Regions from separate parts of the Mus musculus genome. Here region 2 is linked to region 1. A link is a contact called in public promoter capture Hi-C data. All regions are on one chromosome and are shown on one strand. Each heading gives the region's core, a stretch centred on a gene start, on an enhancer-like site or on the middle of the called end of the contact. The rest is flanking DNA. Distances are from core to core; before and after follow the strand shown.

Region 1 (4,944 bases), core at 2,387-4,886:
TTCTATGCCTTGTGGCCTCCAAGGATACCTACTTGTATATCCAGGCCCTGCCAAAGTTTGCTTCCTACTGCTATCCTAAACACTATGAACAAAGGCAACTTCGGGGTGGGACAGGTAAAAGTGGATTAATTTGGCTGACCCATCCCAATCATAGTCTATTTTTGAGAGAAGTGGGGGCATAAACTCAAACAGGAGCAGAGCCTGGATCTATGGAGCTATGGAGGAAATCTGCCTACTGCCTTCCACTCTATGGTTTGCCCGCTTGCTTTCATACAACCTAGAACTACTTGCCCAGGGGTGACACCACCTGAAGTGGGCTGAGCCCTCCCACATCAATCATTAATCAAGGGAATGCTCCCACAAACTTAACTACAGGCCAATTCAATGGAAGCACATTCCCAATAGAGGTTCCCTCTCCCCAGATGACCATAACATGTGTCAAGGTAATAACGTCCTAACCAGCACAGACCCACAAATATACACCTAAAGTAAGAAATGCAGTGAAAGTAAAAACACGCAGTATCTTTGGTGAAGGAACAGCAAGGCCAAGGACCAAGTTTTCAGCAGAAATTATAGAGGCCACAAGGTAAGGTATGAACTGACATTACCTAAAAAAAGACATGAATGTGTCAAGCATCTTATAAAACTGATTAAGATGCAGGGCTGGAATGTTAGATGCTGGAGAGTAGTTACCCCAAACTGTTTATCTCTCAAAGAAGCCCTGTATGCCCACCTCTATGTGTGATATGACGCTCTTGTATTGGGTAAACCCTTTGGGAATGTGTAAGCAAGCACCCAGCTTCCACTGGCCCAAAGGCTTAGAATAAATGCAACTGAGGACTACAGCAGGTTCCCCACTCGGCTAGACCCCACCTACCTCGTGCTTCCACCAACACATTGTACAAAGGCCATGGCTTAAGACTTTCTTTTTTTACTACAAACACTTCATGAGATTGTTTCCACACTGGAATGTGGTATTTGTAGGTAACCTACATATATGCTCCCAGGCTACAGTCACTCATATTTAGGTCTGAAATAATCTCCTATTCCCTTTGAGGTGAGAGAGGTGTCTTTGACTTCAACAAAGAATGCACTTTTAAAGTAACAAAAGAAAATCATAGACACTTACAAATCTGTACAAAGTTAGAGTATCCTTCAAAAACTAAAGAAAAACGAAAAGCATTTAAATCCAGAAACTGAATAAATTCTTCTCTGGGATGTTATCAGAAAACCTTTCTTAAAATATAATGTTGGGACTCTGGAGAAAGAAGGAGGTAGACCTTTCCCTCTTCCTCCACTCTCAACTCCAACTGGACATTCTCCTTCTAACTTCTACAGGAGACCACCAGCAGAGGTCCCTCTTTCATCTCTGCCTCCTCTAATGAATTTCAAAGATCTCCTCTGGCTATCTTATCCCAACACCAAACTCCAATATACAACTATAACCAGAGAAGCAAGTAGACTCACTGCAGACATTCATCTAGCCAACCTCTGTCCTAAATCTAATCCCCAGTCTCATCTCTAATGCTGCAGAGACCACCTGCCATGGCCCTCATTGGATCACACAAATCTTTCCATCCAGAACTCTCTCCCTGGACTCATGGCATTATCTGATGCCCTAGCCCCAGCAGGCATTTCCTGGGAACCCACAGACCACTCAAGCCAAGAAAGCAGGTAGGCTGGCTGTGGATCCTGACCCCTCCCTCCGTTCTTCCCAATCCATCCTCCATTTTCATCCCTGAGTTGAAGCCTGTCAGAACCACAAAGAAGCAAAGACTAATCTGTTTTTTTGTCTCCATTTACTATCCTGTCAAAACCACACACACAAAACAAAACAAAGAATAATCTTGTTTTTTTTCCATTTAATACCCTGTTTTTTAATTGAAGTATACCTCCTTTTGATCAATGATGAATAAATTCATCCTTAAAGAAATCTCACAGCTTCCTATGGGAATAAGCATGGGCTATGTTGCAAACTTGTCCACTCCTTGGCTCTTGCGTCTGCCCCCTTCCTCCCCAAGTGGGTCATTTTGAGTGTCATATGTGTATAATCTTGCGTTTCCTTAAGTTTAAAAAAGCATTTGGATGAAGAAAATAAAACAGGAAGTAGTTTGAACATTCTATAGGAACACAGAGACAAGGTGCGAACTCCCGTGGGAAAAAAAAAACCATAAAAGTCTCGCCCTCCTGTTGAGATCGGCAGGAATCACCTGTAGCAATCATCTGAAGCAGAGGTAGCTGGCAGATACTCGTAGGCAGAAATGAACGGCTAAAACAAGGACGATAGACGTCGGACAGAGCTCAAGGATCCAAACTATTTTCCTCCTCTCCAACATCGTAGCTTGTGTTTCTGCATGGCGCTGCAGTGACTGGCCCAATACTACTTAGAGAAAAGTAGCCAAGCACATACAGAACCAACCTGATGAGATCTCTGTCAGATTGCATGTCTCAAACACAATTGTTTAATCTTCAGACGCTGGCTCAAAATTCTCAAAACACAGTTGTGCTTGCCTGACACATTTGTGGGATGTAAGTCATAGATACGACCTGATGATACTCCTGGACAACGAAGAGGAAGGGAAAGACTTGATGTTTTCTCCAGTTGTGTTTTCTTGTTTTGTTTTGTTTCCACATTTCGTTTCTATTATGCAGAACAGCCACTAGAGGTCGCCACGTGTCTCCATTTCCACACACTCGAATTTTCAACCTGAGAAGCCACCAGCTTTTGCATTTCTTTAAATTCGGGGGCGGGGGGGGAGGGGAGGACGCATCAAGGACACCAGAAAGAACCGCAATTCTCTATTAGCTGGTGGTCAGCTCCCGCTCCGCAGCTTAATAAGGGCTGATTTCCAAAGACTTTCGAATCAAAGCTACTCTTCTCCTATGTCCTGAGCCCAAGCCGGTATCTGCCTGGAGTTTGTCTCCGCTGTGGTCGGGCTTCCTGCTTCTGCTCAGCGCTACACACACTCCCTTTATGCTTTCAGGGTGACTGGGGTTTGCCTGGTCTTGTTTTCTAGCGTTTACTTTTGTTATTTGGGGATTGCCTCACGGTCACTGAGCAACAGAGCATTTTAAAGCATTGTAAAGCACGTAACTGCTTTTATAGCCACACGGACACTGCAGTTCAGTTCGAATTCCACTTTCCTGGAAGATTTCTCCCGACTCACGTTTCTTTCATTACTCTTTGAGCTGTCACGAGCTTGACAGCCTTTCAAACCTCAGAGTTCGCAAACATTGTGTAAAGTTTTCAATGCATGCAGTTCGTACACAAGAAGCCACTTTCTTAAGGGATCATAGGGACCCCCGCATTAGAAACACTCCTACTCTCCAAGTCCAGCGCCTGCCCTGACCTCTGCAGTCTCTATGTCCAGTTGAGTGGTCCTTGGTGCTGCCTTGTGGTGCTCACTTCGTTTACATGAAGTAAATTTAACACAGCAGGCAATTCTTTGGAACAAAGATTTTAATTCCACTCTGGTCCTCGCAGTTATGCAGACCTCTAGTTATCTTTATTAACAGACACTAAATAATGTTGCATCATTTAAATGCTAGCCAATGTGTGTCAACGGATAGAGGCCCCGGGAAGGTGGGCCTGAGAGATACCAGGAGGTAGGCAAGGCCTTCCTAAGGCTGACAGACACTCCCAGTATGACCGAGAGCACAGCTGCTGTGACAACATCAGGTGAGTGAATATTTTCAGCTTGATGATATTTTATTCTCGATGACTTATTTAAACTATGAATTGCCCCAATGCTGGTTTTCTTACTTAACTGAACCAATGACTGAGTAGTACATTCAGTTTCAGTCTGGAGGGTGTGTTTAAATAGGATTCAGCTAGGGACAGGAGTGGCACACTGCAGCCCACAACCATTTGTGCCTGAATAGCAGTTCCCCAGTCTAAGAAATGCCTTTGATTCTAACCCTAGATAGCAGTAAACTTGTATCAAGTGTAAGTAATATCGTTACATAAATAACCATGTTACTTCGCTTGGGGCTATGAAGAGACTTATTTCTAAGCTAAGGTTAACTGGTGAAGGTTAGGGTAGACTTATGCCCTTTCTTTTTCAAAACTAGTATAACCAGTTTCTCCTGCTGAGAGGAGACAAGCTGTCAGCATGAAACTGAGGGGTTTCTCTTTGTGGAACTGTTACTACTGTTACTAAGAAAACAACAACAAAAACAACAATAACCACAAAAACCTTTCTAATTGCTCTATGGCTGGGCTGAATCCAAAGTAATATGTTTTTAAAATAAATTAATATAATTTAATTTAATTTATTAAAATAATTTAATTTATTAAAATAATTAAAATTTTAATTTAATATTTTTAAAATTTTAATCGAAATTTAAATTTTAAAAATTATTAAGATAAATTGATATAATAAAATAAATATAATATAAAATAAAATAAATATAATATAATATAAAATAAAATATTTTAAAGTAGCCTTACTTTTGGCCTCCTGAGGATATTTTAAGCCATGTTCTCTCAAACACAGTGAGTGACTCTGTGTTAGAAACACATAGCCCAGGCGAGGGGGGGGGGAGCATATTTCATCCATGGCACAGCTACGGCCTGAGTCAGGGTGGACAGCAGAGAAGTGCTGAGCTCTCTGTAGGACACTGGGTGAGATTCAGTCTCCCTGGCAGAGGGTATGAGGCAAGCGTTAGGAACACGGGCACAATGTGGGGCCTAGTAAACACAGAAGTGGATGATCACAGTCAGCTATTGGATGGGTCACACGGCCCCCAGTGGAGGAGCTAGAGAAATTACCCAAGGAGCTAAAGGGAACTGCAACCCTATAGGTGGAACAACAATATGAACTAACCAGTACCCGGGAGCTCTTGTCTTTAGCTGCATATGTATCAAAAGATGGCCTAGTCGGCCATCACTGCAAAGAGAGGCCCATTGGACTTGCAAACTTTATATGCCCCAGTACAGGGGAA
Region 2 (4,679 bases), core at 138-2,637, 2.3 Mb after region 1:
GGACACCTTTAACAGGTTCTTCACAGGGGCACACCATAGTTGATCATGTTTTTTAGGTACCTATATATGGTACTACAGAGTCCTCCATTCAGCCACCAGCCATTGCTTTAAAAAGCTCTCACCATTGAAGCATTGCATGGGTGTTTGGCTAGGTCGACAGTACTTCTTGATGCTCGCAGTTGTTTCTCGCGTTCTCGGCGGTTCTCTGCCTTCTTCCTCGCACCGGTCTTTTTCTTCGGCATGTTCCCTTCTTTCTAAACAAGAAAACAGGAAAGGTATAATTGATGCGTTCAGTCACACAGCATCTATACTTTCCTTAAATATTAAATCAGTCTTTCAATTTTAAATGCACCTCATCCCATCTGAAGCCTTTAGCAACATTACACACACATTATTCCAGCTGCAGGCTCCTAAACTAAGGCCCTCCTCTGGGCTTCCAAACTCTCACACAGCATAAGCATCAAGGACCTCAACCAAACAGCTAGAGTAATTGTTTTCTCACCCTAATTATTCTCTTCACTCAAAAAAACCTATGTATGCACCATTAGTAAGAAATGACTAAAAATATTTGTTTTGTGCCAAGTTGAAATAACCATTTTGAGCTATACAGTCTCAGCCCTAATGCTGTTGACATACAGTATTATACAGTACACTGTCACCTACATGGTATCTAAACAAATAACCAGCAACCCAAGGCCTGACCGCAAACAAACCCATTTTCTCTTAAGAGACTAAGGTACTACAGTGGCTTTCGCTGCCTGTCCCTCGTGCCTAGATGCAACAGTTTCGACAAGTCAGATGCTTTGGAGTTTGTTTCCCACACAGACATCAAACCTTACAGTGCTGGTTTTCAGCACACAGAAAAACTACAACAGAGACAACCAGGCTTCTGTGTTCTCACTCTGGTGCCCCAATCCTTTCGGACAGGACAGTCTTCAGAGCTAATCAGTGGTTAATCATGCTGGCCACGCCACGGGGCCTTCCTTCAGTGTTTAAAAGGGAAGTCTGGAGCATGTGGCTGAGTGGCCACGGGTGACCGTGGATGAATTCTGTACCCACTAAGACATCTCAGACCTATTTTTTTCCTCGAATCTGTTTGTGCCAACGAGGAGAGATTTCTTTGAGTTCAAGCTTAGATCCTGGTGACAGCAGAGCGACATTGGGTTCCAGGCTCTGGGAGGCCAGGAGGCGGGGGCGCGGGAAGAGCCACGCGGCTCGCGACCCGCCAGCAGCCCGAGGGCCCCTCACGTTCTCCAGACCCACCCACGTCGCGCGGCCTCACGGGGACGCGCCACTCACCGCAGTGGCCGAGGACGCGGAGGAGAGGGCGAGCCGCGGGCTAGAACGGCAGAAGCAGCCCGTTTCCAACGGTGGGAGCGAGACCGGATATCCTGCTATGTCAGAGCGCCCAGGTTGAACACGTCAACAGGAAGAATCCCGCATGTTCCGCCCCCTCCTCGGGGAGGACCCGCCTTCCCGGAAGTGGACTTGCTACAATGGAAAGAGGCTCCAGCGTTGCAAAGAAAGTAGAGGGCAGAGAGCTGCCGCATCTCAAGGCCTCTGCTATGTCATTCTGATTTTATTATTTAACTCAGAGAGCTAAAAAGTCCAAAAGGAAAAGAAAGACGAGCCCACAAAAAATTTTGAGAGGAGAACAAGAACTTTGCTAGCAATTTTTTGCCTGACTCTTCTGAAATCCTTTTCCTTTCTGGGAGCCTGACAAGCCTCACATGGCACATTTTTAATTTTTGTTGTTGTTATTTTCTGAGACATAATGAATGGAACCCTGGCCTTGAAGCCACGACTCCATTACCTCTGTCTCTCAGCACTAGGATTATAGGCGTGCTCACAGGAAACTGCAGAGCCCTCCACTCCTCCCCCCCACCCACCCACCCCCGCTTTTTTTAATGTCTCACAACACTGAGTTCGGAGGTGTCTTGCTTGGCCTCTGCTGTGTGCATTCTGTTCCATTGTGAGCAAATCCTCCCACGTTCTCTGCTTCTGCTCCGAGGCTGAGATCTAACTATGCTTCCCTACAAGACTGTTTGCTTTAAATAACACTGAAGGTAAATGTTCCACTCTCACTCCCACCTTACCTTTGGGGAGGAAGTTCTTGACATTACTCCCAGTACTGCATGTGAGTATCACTTACTGCCTATCACCTTCTATATTTGAGTGGAGCTGTGTTATATCCACCCACTTTTTTTTATATTTTTTTATTTACATTTCAAATGTTTTTCCCTTTCCAGGTCTCCCCTCCAAAAACTCCCTATCCCATCCCCCTCCCTCTGCCTCTTTGAGGGTGCTCCCCTATCCACCCACCCACTCCTGGCTTCCAGCCCTTGCATTCTCCTACACATCAAACACCCTCAGGGCCAAGGGCCTCTCCTCCCACTGATGTCCAACAAGGCCATCTTCTGTCTTTACCACATTCACATCCCAATGGAAGACAACTCGTTTTGGTCTCTCTCTTTTTTTCCAACCCCTTCTGTTATCATCTTTGCTGCACTCCAGGAATTCGCTTTCATAACCACACCTCAAGCCTTTCTCTGAAGAGAGCTCAGTTTTGTCAATGAAATATGAATGTCTTGGCTTACTAGGCTCCTACCCTGTGCTCTGTTCTGTATTCTCTTGTTTAGTCATCCTTTTCAGTCTTTTTTTCTGCAAGTTCTACTTAATAAAACAGTCCCATCTCATTAGTCACAGTTTTTATCATAGTTTTTGTACTACTGATCATTAAATGATGTACCTTTTCCCTCCTATTGATTTTCTGGGTGGGGTTTTGGGGGATGGGGTGCTGATACATAAACAGGAGTCTATGTCACTAAACTCAAGCCTCTCAGGATTCCCCTTCTGTCCTCCTATAGTTCCCTAATCTCTTATTCCCATTTACCACAATATTTAATCATAATCAAAACATACTTGTTTTCTTCAAGCTTCCACCACTTATATCAATTTCAACAGACATCACCATCTCCTCTTTGTATAAAATGAGGACATGACTGCTCCCAAGTATGAGTAAGGAGAGAATTTTATTGTAGATGTGAGGGAGAATGCTGCCAGAGACATCTGAAGGAGAGAAAGTTATAAACGAAGCATGAGAGAAGAGAGGGAGAGAGAAGGGAAAAAGAACAAAGAAGAGAGAGCCAAGAGAGGGGACCAGGAGGACAAGGGAGCCAAGAAAGCTCACAGACACAATGGCAGCATTCTAGCAGAATAAGAAGCTGAGGGAAGGGAAGTCCAGGAGCTAGACAAGTTTAGGGGAGAGGGTGAAGTGAGCTGAGCTAACTGGAGCCCCGGGTTTCTGAGTGTCTGGCCAGCATGTGCTTTGATATGCTAATAGAGCCACAGTTCACCATTTGTCCCTAGCTTCTTTGAGACCTGATACTCTTTCACAAACACAAAGTGTCAACAACAGCTAATATAGTCATGGGCTTGCTCCTTACGTTTTAGGCACTTTGCCTGTGTGCCCTTAACAAGGTAACACAAGAAAAAGAACACATAGATAAGATGCAGCTTGACCCACAATTCTATAGGTATTTGGGCTTGAGTGTTTGTATTCTCCTGGGCTTGGAATAAAGTTCAGTGATTGAATGTTTGCCTGGCATCAGAATGACTATTGATACCTTAAAATTGATTAAAATTGTAAATCCCACATTAAAAAACAATACTAGTAAATCTATTCCATATTAATTTAAATAATATTCACAAGCAAAACTGATAATACTTTCCTGTATGAAACACGTAGATAAGTGAAGGAACCCTGGCTCGGCGTTGGAATATTAACATCTCCTTGATCATGTGCTTTCAAGTTCCACGTGCTCCCTTCCACCCTTCACACCACGATGACGCCTCCTCCTTCACTATAATCTTATTGTGTGGCCCACATTCCTGTCTCAGCTTCCTAAGGGCTGGGATTGCAGATGTGGACCACCACATTTGGCTTCTTCCCTGTTCTTATACTTGTACAAGCTGAGCAGTAGCTTTACTTATTGCCCCTCCACTCTGTCGGTAGGAACACTATACTCTAGCAGCTGCCTGCCTCCTCACTCAGCCTTCTGCAGAACATCAGCCTCACCACTGCCCACATAGCCCTTGCCATTCATTACAGTATCTGTGCCAACTTATGTTCTAACTTAACCTTAGCCATATGCCTAGTGTTTAGACGGAGCTGGGGGCAGACTAAGGAGGCATCTGTGTGGGTTCCAAATAACAGAGAAGATTAGGAATTAACTACGGGAGACAAGGTCTTTGTGCTCAGGGATAGGCACTGGAGGAACCTGGAAGGCTAAACTCACAGAGTTGTTCCTTCAAGGGAAGGAATGCAGTACCTGCTATCTACCCTGAAGGCTGTAGCGGACGGCTTTCCAGCCTGGTGACCTTTGTGCTACCTGTGTGGCCAGAGACTTTTCAGGCACCGGATTCTCCTCAGACCCTTTTCATATATATGTTTTTCTCGGCCAATCAACAACCTGATTTTGCCAGTCAATCTGTAGACTATCTTTATTAACTTTACCAAAAACTTCCACGTCGTCATGCCTCATCTGTATTTAACTTACTTTGTTCCTCGAGGAGATGTGTGATGCTTTGTTGTGAACAAGAGATTGAGTTAATTATCATCAGATAGTCACCAAATTGTCCTGTGCTTAAATTTGCATAAAATAAACAACTAAGAGCCA

Evidence for each region. Capture Hi-C pulls out chosen DNA fragments and counts their contacts.
Region 2: a contact with region 1 is called in a promoter capture Hi-C map of liver, with 4 times the contacts expected there. The contact joins the promoter of Zfp330 here to the promoter of Gypa in region 1. A contact is called at or near these places in 3 of 39 promoter capture datasets (hippocampal neurons, liver and pre-B cells), 2 of 115 datasets of contacts at active chromatin or transcription factors (astrocytes and stem cell-derived neural progenitor cells) and 1 of 9 other capture datasets (liver).

Annotation. Positions count from the first base shown.
Region 1 is chr8:80,490,409-80,495,352 of GRCm38.p6, forward strand. It overlaps Gypa (glycophorin A), which reads left to right and starts at 3,637. Exons shown (of 8, transcript NM_010369.3): 1 at 3,637-3,679. The coding sequence starts at 3,646. RefSeq lists a cis regulatory region at 3,359-3,541.
Region 2 is chr8:82,772,758-82,777,436 of GRCm38.p6, forward strand. It overlaps Zfp330 (zinc finger protein 330), which reads right to left and starts at 1,388. Exons shown (of 10, transcript NM_145600.2): 1 at 1,300-1,388; 2 at 123-254. The coding sequence starts at 242.